3 separate regions of the Mus musculus genome follow, and all the other regions are linked to region 2. The links are chromatin contacts, called in public promoter capture Hi-C maps. All regions are on one chromosome and are shown on one strand. Each heading gives the region's core, a stretch centred on a gene start, on an enhancer-like site or on the middle of the called end of the contact. The rest is flanking DNA. Distances are from core to core; before and after follow the strand shown.

What was found. Promoter capture Hi-C pulls out the DNA fragments that hold promoters and counts their contacts.
Region 1: a promoter capture Hi-C map of pre-B cells shows a contact between it and region 2, with 3 times the contacts expected there. The contact joins the promoter of Dmp1 here to the promoter of Gbp6 in region 2. A contact is called at or near these places in 9 of 39 promoter capture datasets (the 3T3-L1 cell line, the C10 cell line, the HPC-7 cell line and 4 more) and 1 of 9 other capture datasets (macrophages).
Region 3: a contact with region 2 is called in a promoter capture Hi-C map of the 3T3-L1 cell line, with 3 times the contacts expected there. The contact joins the enhancer-like site here to the promoter of Gbp6 in region 2. A contact is called at or near these places in 9 of 39 promoter capture datasets (the 3T3-L1 cell line, the C10 cell line, the HPC-7 cell line and 5 more) and 1 of 9 other capture datasets (embryonic stem cells).

Annotation. Positions count from the first base shown.
Region 1 is chr5:104,201,360-104,204,179 of GRCm38.p6, forward strand. It overlaps Dmp1 (dentin matrix protein 1), which reads left to right and starts at 1,258. Exons shown (of 6, transcript NM_016779.2): 1 at 1,258-1,353.
Region 2 is chr5:105,292,078-105,295,111 of GRCm38.p6, forward strand. Gbp6 (guanylate binding protein 6) reads right to left here and starts at 1,622. Exons shown (of 11, transcript NM_194336.2): 1 at 1,549-1,622.
Region 3 is chr5:104,218,057-104,221,259 of GRCm38.p6, forward strand. No RefSeq gene overlaps it. Among named protein-coding and RNA genes, the nearest start is that of Dmp1, 17 kb to the left of the region's middle. Within about 2 kb of position 1,460, at least 9 of the 459 cell types and tissues checked have an H3K27ac peak or open chromatin away from gene starts, as enhancers often do.

The DNA of each region.
Region 1 (2,820 bases), core at 8-2,507, 1.1 Mb before region 2:
TCCTCCCCATGGACGGTGGCCTTCTGACCAACTCTGCATGAAAATAGCCTCCTCCTCTTCATATCCTGCCCCGCCGCCGCCCAAGTTTACGCTTACATTGTATAAATCTAATAATTTACATATTTGAAAATGTTTTCCAGGCTGTTATATCTAAAAAGGCAAGTGAGTCATGCAAGTGTTTCAGTCAAGGTAATTGTATACCCCAATCCATCCATTCATACAAAAATATATTTACTGAGGACTTATGGTGACCCAAGAATTGTCCCTGCCATTAGGGGCATTGTGGTATTGTGTGTACTTCACTTAACAAAACAAGCATCCTTACCCTTGGGGAAATTAAAGCCTGGTGCTGTATATTATATCATTGAAGCGTTTATTTAGTGGTATGCGATTGTTACTTGAGTATGCTCCTGAACAAGTGCCAAACCCACTTCCAGAACCCTCAGCCAACTTCAGCACACTCCTCAGAAAGACTCTAGCAAACAGTGTTTTCATTTCGGTTCTGGTGATGGAGTAGACGCTCTTGGCAATACTTCTCTGGATGTGATCCACCTAGTTAGCATTCCTCTAATTCAGTTCTGATTTCAAAAATTACTAAAATGTGCTAAGTAGTTTCAGGGGATAATGGAGCATTATTTTGTTGTTGTTGTTGTTAAAAATAAAAGTTACCGAAGGAGGCACTTTAACATTTCCTGTTCACATGGGATCGTGAGAATGGCACTTCCTTAGATCAGTAAGAATTTGGAGTCTTTGTGTATAGATGGGGTAAGGGGTGTTTAGTAGAGACTGTTACAAGAGGAAGAGAAGAAATACAAGGTCATATTCTCAACACTAACAACTTAGGAAAATGTAAACTTTTAGTAGCTTCCCTCACACACCACCTGGAAATAAGCACCAGCAGGAAGGTCTCTACCCGCCTCTGACTCGCCTTTCCCATCCCTGGGTCTTCTGGGATCTGTTAGTGGGCGGGAGACATGGTCATTGTTTATAATGCTCACAAGCCTGCATGGATGCAAAAGATATATATTTAGAAAGCAAAATAAAGCTTTAGGAAGATCTTCAATTTAATGGAAACTCGTCTAGTCATTTGAGAACCACAAGAGCTTTTTAGAGAAGGCCCACTTCTGCCAGCTGGAGGAAGTGTGGGTGTATGGGGTCCCGGTGACACCTGTGATGTCAGTCACCCCGAGCCTGAGGCTCATTGGCTCTGAGGAGCTGCAGCAGAGTTTAAATTCTGCACTGTCAGACAAGCCTTCTGAGCAGCAGCTGGAGAGTGGCTTCTCTGAGATCCCTCTTCGAGAACTTCGCTGAGGTTTTGACCTTGTGGGAAAAAGACCTTGGGAGCCAGAGAGGGTAAGGCCATTCCATCATTTAATTCTTAAAATGACTTTAGCTTTGGAGTTTAAAAATATGAAATACGAACATGTTACAAGGCATTGATTTCCAGAGGAAGATGGGGAAGAGCTAAGTTTGAGTAAAACCTATTCTTATTTTTGTTTTTTGGGGTCACTGTCACAATAGCCAATGACACTGATATTAAAAATGACATGGTAAGTCAAAAGAGCCAGGTGTTTGCCTGGTGATGCCTTAATTAGATCTCTGTCTAATTATTTTGAAAGAGAACATTTACTAAATAGGAGGCTGATGGGAAAGTCCTGTTAGAGTTTAGCTTTCATTAATAAAACACAACTTTTATCTGTAGGCTTCTTAGAGGTGGTGATGCGAAAGTATCTAAATCAGTGTAGCAAGTGTTTCAAAATGCAGACAGGTAACTGAATGCCTCTCAGCCTGGCTTATTCAGAGAATACGGTGGCCATTATGAATTGTGTATACAACTGAAAGGTGATCATGACAGTGTGGCTTTGGGTAGCTGGATCCTCATGGTAGTATAATGCTTTGCATGCAGATGGACTCCAATAAATGCTGAGTGGGATTACCTGTTAGGTAGGACACACACATACTACACACACATATACATACATACATACATACATACATACATACATACATACAAACAAACATACACACACATACATTAGGTAGGACACACATACACATATCACACACACCACACATACATACACACACATAGATGCACATGCACATACATTAGGTAGGAGACACACATACATACACATACCACACACACACACACACACACACCTCGTACCATATACACATATACATTAGGTAGGACATACACACACACCTATACACAGATATATTAGGTAGGACACACACACACACATACACACCTACATTACATAGGACACACATATACATTAGGTAGGAGATACATAAATACTACACACACATACACTCCCACCAGACATGATTTTACTCTGCATTACTTCACTTCATCAGTAGCTGGAATATCTATCCTTCTGACAGAGAGTAGCCAGGCCATGTGTCCTACGAAGTTCTGAAGACACCGAATGGAGAAAGTGAATTGTCCTCTGTGAGAGCAAAGACTCCTGGTTTCCTCAGGTTTCCGTTTGATTGACACTCTTGTGGCCTGCCTCTATTTAACCCTGTTGATTAAACACATGAGAACAAAGAATTTTCTGCAGATTCTTTAGTCTGTTTACTGTTCACCAAATGGTGATGTGGACCAGGGTGTCTCAGAAGTTTAGAGGTTTCTACAACCTGTATTTGGGGCACTTTGTGATTATCCTGCTGTGGAGGAAGGAGTATAATACTTGGGTTGGTAGCAATTGTCCTAGAGACACTCACAATTACTGGAAAGATGGGAAAGCTTTCTTTGTTCATTTAGTTCTCTGAATTTTAATAGAGTTTGTATTCTGAGCAAGTTGCACTTTA
Region 2 (3,034 bases), core at 372-2,871:
AAACTATAAAATTTTTAAATAAACTTACTTGAAAAAGATGTAATGTCCAAATTGGGATGTACCAGAGTGAAAGGTGAAGTGTCTCTGTTCCCAGGACAGAATGGCAATCAGGTTTTATTAGGGAAACATGGATGCAAAATGAAGAAACTTTCCGTTACACTATTTCTGTTTTGCCATGCTGAGGGACATGGTGTAAGAGTCTAGAGTCACATGATCATGTGTGATTTGGCTTCTTAGAGCTTACTGAGGCTGAAGCTTGCTTTGGGTTAACATACATATTTATTTGAAATTGTTTACTTAGTTTTGCTGATGTTTACAGTTTAAGCATGAATGCTGTTATTTTTAAGAACTACTTGTTTTTGTTGCACAACAATTCTATAGACCCATTGTTTCTTATAACATGTCTTTGACAAATATTGAGGAAGTGCCAATCAAACCATACACACAAGGACAGCTACCACACAAAGCAAAAACAAATCCATGTAACCCAGAATTTAGACAACTCAGGTGTCTGTACTCTGTGGCTAAGAATACAGAATATTACCTCATGGGAAACAGTCCTCGCTTTTGAGAAAATCAATACTTATGTCTGATCTAACAGCTCTTCTTTGATTACAACACAAACAAAATAGCAAAGAAGGACTTGGATGGACCTTTGAGCTGTAGTGATCATGGCAGCTGTGTTCACAATACCCACATTGTGGAGACAGCCCAGACTCCCACCAACAGATCACCAACAGATGCATACATTAACACAGTCTGACAATGTGCACAATAGAATATTATTCAGCCAAAGAAGGGAATAAAATTAACTACTGTACACAACTTTGTAGACCTTAATAGACTTAGGCTAGACACAGACTCCTACAGGTCAGACAACACATAACCTGCCTCCCCTGCCCTGCCCTCAGTCCCAGATGAGCATGAGGACATTATGCCAAGGAAGGAGAATGTGCAGAATCTCCAGAAGTTAGATACAGGTGACGTCACTTAACTCCAGAAACCAGGCTCTCTGCAGCTTAGTTCCATGTATGAAATAAGACTAGCAGCCCAAACAAAATGCACATAGCACTACGTAATCTCTACATCTCACATACAACATAAACATCAATATAGAACTGGATTATCTTCTTACACTTAATTCAAAGTCAGTGAGGTAGGAACTAAGTTATTTCCAGATAGATGTTTGCCAAGCTCTTGTGCTGAGTTTTCCTCACACGGTTCCTCCACAGAGACTTTCCTCTGCCTACAGTTGCCTGTGAACCAGGGCAGGAGCTGTTGTGGTCCCAGCTGAGGCAGGACCAGGGCTCTTCCCATAGTTTGTCTAACAGAGCAGGGCAGCCAGCAGTGTCAGGCTGCCACTTTGTATCTGTCCTTTATCAGAGGAAAGAAACTGACCTCCTAGACCTAAAGCCAGCCACAGCCCCCTGCAGACCAGAGAGCTCATAATCTGCCTCCCTTCCCCCTCCCTCAGTTGCCCCTTTGACTTGGAAATCAAGCTGAGGTCCAGACTAAGTTGCTCCTTAAAGAAAGGAAAAGTAAATATACCTGGTCCCACAGCACAGGTCCAAGTGCAGTTCTCAGCTGCTGCTGCCTCCTCAGGCTCCCTTCTGCTCTCCTCCCTCCTGCTCTCTTTGCTCCTCTTTTATGTAAGCTGACCACACACACACACACAGAGAGAGAGAGAGAGAGAGAGAGAGAGAGAGAGAGAGAGAGAGAGAGAGAGAAGGAGTTAAAAGAAATCACATGCTGCAGCAGAAACAAAACTGAAAGTAAAATAAAATAGGCCATGTTAACTTGGCCAAGACTGGAAAGGGAGGTCAGAGGTTCCTGTCTATCCCGAAAAGCCAGTGTGATACTCTGTTGCAGCCAAGGGACAGCAGGCCTCCACTGTGGAATCTGTTTACCTTCTCTTTCCTTGGAACCCATTTCCAGTTTCCTCCAGCCTTCTTGGCACAGATAAAGCACAGTAAAACCCAGGCAGCCATCAGTGGAAATTACAAAATCCGGGAGTATTGCAAGTGTGCTTCTCTCAGGGGAAATTCCCAGTGCTTTCTGATCAAACATGTTTAATGTTTTAAACATGTGTTTTCTAAAGCAGGAACCATCCCTGTTGCCATTTCTTCTGGGCTGCCCCACAATTACCTGGCAACAGCCAGGTGGGCATGACTCACTATAAAAGGGGCTGCTTGTACCCTCACATACCCCCCTCTCTTGCTCAATTGTCCTCTCTTCCTTTTTTACCCTCTTTCTTCTCTGTCCCTCCTCCTCCTTCCTCCCCTCTCTATCCCTCTTTCTTTGTCTCTACTAACCCCTCAACTCCCCTCTCCATGTCTTAAATAAACTGTATTCTATACTATACAATTGTGTGGCTGGTACCTCAGGAAGAAGGTAATGCTTCAACACTGGCCCTCAGAGGTACCCCTTTTCACCTCAACATACCAGGTATGACGTTTGTATATTCTTGGACCAGAGGGTGGCACCATTTGGAGATGTGGCCTTGTTGGAATAGGTGTGACCTGGTTGGAATAGGTGTGTCACTGTGGTTGTGGGCTTAAGATCCTCACTCTAGTTGCCTGGAAGTCAGTCTTCCACTAGCAGCCTTTGGATGAAGACATAGAACTCTCATCTCTGCCTGTGCCACGCCTGCCTGGATGCTGCCATGCTCCCACCTTGATGATAATGGACTGAACCTCTGAACCTGTAACCCAGCCCCAATTAAATGTTGTTTTTTTATAAGACTTGCCTTGGTCATGGTGTCTGTTCACAGCAGTAAAACCCTAACTAAGACACCAGACAGCCACCAAACATATACCTGACTTCTTTTTCTTTTCATAAAACACAACAGTCAATTTTAAAACCTGATTTTAAAAGAAGCAATTAAAGAATAGTAAGTAGGAGTTGTGTTCAATATAGAAGCTAAGAAAACTTCAGAGATGGAAGCTGAAAAATGAAAGCTTTAATTTCTGAGCCCTTAGGGAGGCAGACTGGGGTCTGAACTTTGTCCCTGATGGGAGATTGAACACCATTTGTA
Region 3 (3,203 bases), core at 210-2,709, 1.1 Mb before region 2:
TGTGTGTGTGTGCACAGGTAGGGGGCGCTGTTGAGAGTTTCCCTTTGGGAATAGAGCGTGCTTACTTTGCTTTTCAAATAGGAAATAATCACGTGAGCCATGCAGGAAATGGCGGCCCACTCACCGGGATGCAGAAGGTTCCTGATGTCATTTACCCAGCAGCAGACACAGTTTGGCCTCTTGGCTATGCTCTGAAAACATGGACAGTTTTCATAGTCGCAGTCAGAGTCATTTTTACGTGTTTATCAATATACATGTCTTCTCCTGTTTTATAGTTTTCACATCCCCACAAATTACCCAAATGATCTTTTCATCTTTCTTCTTTTCCCTTAACAATATTAGTGGTGAAGCTGCAAACATTTTTGTGCTAATATCATTTTGCTGATTGCCAACCTTAGATGCTCTGTTCTGAATTAACTAAGCAAGAAGAGCACCCCTAATCCAAAATCCATCAAGATCCCTTACAGTTATTCTTCTCGCCAGTCTGGGTGGAGAAACAATCACACAGGATCTGGAGTATCTTCTACGCAAAGTACGTTTAACTAAGCTAGGTTTTTTGGCTTGATGCTGATAATTTGGTGCTACCATGTGAGAGCAAAAAACGCAGCTCACTCAAAGACGACACAACAATTCCTAAATTGCAGCCTTTCCAGAGTTCAGTGTAGAGTTACAAGTTAACAATATCATTATGATTTTAAAAGATGAACATTATCATTATATGTAATTGGAACCAACCTCCCTCCCTCCATCCCTCCTTCCATCCCTCCCTTTTCCCCTCCCTTCTTTCTTTCCTTCCTCCCTCTCCCAGGTTTGCTTCAAGTTCACTGTGCAGCTCAGGATGACCTCTAACTGTAGACCATTCTCAGACTGCCAAGTAGTGGGATTACCTATGTACACCACCATACCCAAATCTTTATTTCTTTTTTTAAAAAGTATGATTCTTCATAAATCTTCCATTCCTGAAGCTAACGTTTGAATGAAAATGACCCAATGGTGTAATTTCTACAATCTCCAGAAGATGGCAGCATTGCCTGCTGTTGTAGCCTCTGAACATCCGGACCCCTTCACCCCCATCCCTGAGGATCACGGGATCCAGAGCACAGGAGGTTCTTATATTGGAAGGTCCTGGTCCTTTATCTGTCACCAATAACTTTATATATTCCCGTGCATGCTGTCACAATCTCTGTGAGTTCATATGTGTGTCAGGCTGATATGTGAGGAAGACACCATTTCCATCGCCTCTGCCTCTCAGTCCTTCTGCCTCCTCTACTGTACGTAGCAAAAATCAATAATTAAAAAAAAAAAGTTAAATAAACGAACACCCCGCATCAACTCTCCTTTGCAAGTGTCCACTTTATTATCGAAAAAGCTCCCACTGTTTAAACTAAAGTCTGGTGTTTTCATCCTCTGAGTCGTTTTACCTGCCTGTGAGTAGATGAGGGCTTAGGATACACCAGCCCTAAATTTGCCGTTCAGATGACGCCGCTGCATCAACTGTGTGGGGATAATGCTCACTCTGCTCTCACCTGTCTCTTGAGAGCAGAAGAAAAAGTTCATATGTAAAAGATGCCCTTGCCAAAAGGAAAGGGTAGTGCTTATCGAGGGAAGCAGGAGGAAATGCCTTTGACATTAACCTCATTTTCATTGTTACTTCTCTACCTGGATAGCTGCCCTCCTCGAGCCCCCTTGCCTTGTTCTGTCCCCTCGACTTTCTACTCTGTGCAATTCAGTGTTTGTGTTCAACTCCATACCTCCGGATCTTCACTCCCCTGCTAGGTTCTCAGGTCTGGCTGAAAAACCCAAGTATAGAGATAAAGTTTTGCTTTCCTCACAGAGGCACACAACATAGAGACAGGAAGCAAGAAGCACGATTAGGAGGTTGCCATGGTGTGTTAGTTAGGACTCTTTAAGCGATGGAAAGAATTTAAAAAGTAAATTATCGCGGGGCGTGGTGGCGCACGCCTTTAATCCCAGCACTTGGGAGGCAGAGGCAGGCAGGTTTCTGAGTTCGAGGCCAGCCTGGTCTACAGAGTGAGTTCCAGGACAGCCAGGGCTACACAGAGAAACCCTGTCTCGAAAAACCAAAAAATAAAAAAATTTTAAAAAGTAACTTATCATAAGGAAACTAGAATGAAATACAAGAAGCCCAAGGAGGGAGACATCACTGGAGCTCTGCTTCCTGCTCCCAGAGCTCCGCCTCCTGCTCCCAGAGCTCCGCCTCCTGCTCCCAGAGCTCCACCTCCTGCTCCCGGAGCTCTGCCTCCTGCTCTGGGTCTGTCCTCTACCTTTTGTATGCTTCTCTCCTCTTCCTCAGCCACAGGCATTTCCTACTTTTGTTGACATGTATGGAGAGAAGCATGGCTACCAACATCCAGACACAACATATCCACCAACACAGATGATTTCGGTTTTCGTCAGGTCTAGGGAAAGATTTTGCCTTGCCTAACTCGGACCGACCCAATGTTATCAGTGGGACAAGATCCAGTAACTTAAAATGGGTCTATTGAGCACACACTTAGAAAAAGGCAGTTTCCAGATGTGAGTTGGGGTGCATAGATCCAAGAACGTGTCTAATCCACATCAGGACCTAGACAGAAGCCATAGCGTGTGATTCCATTGTGACATGGTGACTTGGTGTGGCAGTGATAAGGTGATTGGTGTAATGGTGACACAGTATCAAGCTGGTGTGGTGTCAAGGTTCCATGGTGTGTCAGTGTTAAGGTGTACGGTGACATGGTAACATGGTGTCATGGTAACATGGTGACATGCTGTCATGGTGACATGTTGTCATGGTGTCATAGCAACATGGTGTTATGCTATCATGGTGATCTGCTGTCATGTGACATGGTGTCATGGTGAGATGGTGTCATGATGACTGGTGTCATGGCGTGACAATGATAATGTGATTGGAGATGTGGTACCATGGTGTATGCTGTCATGGTGATGTGTTTTGATGGAGATATGGTGCCATTGCCATATGGTGCCATGGCATGTGGTGTCATGGTTCCATAGTGATAGGCTTCTGTGGGGATATGGTACCTTTACTGGTTGGTATTGTGTGTCAACTTGACACAGCTGGAGTTATCACAGAGAAAGGAGCCTCTCTTGAGGAAATACCTCCATGAGATTCAGCTGTAAGGCATCTTCTCAATTAGTGATCAAAGGGGCAGAGCCTCTTGTGGTTGGTGCCACCCCTGGGCTGG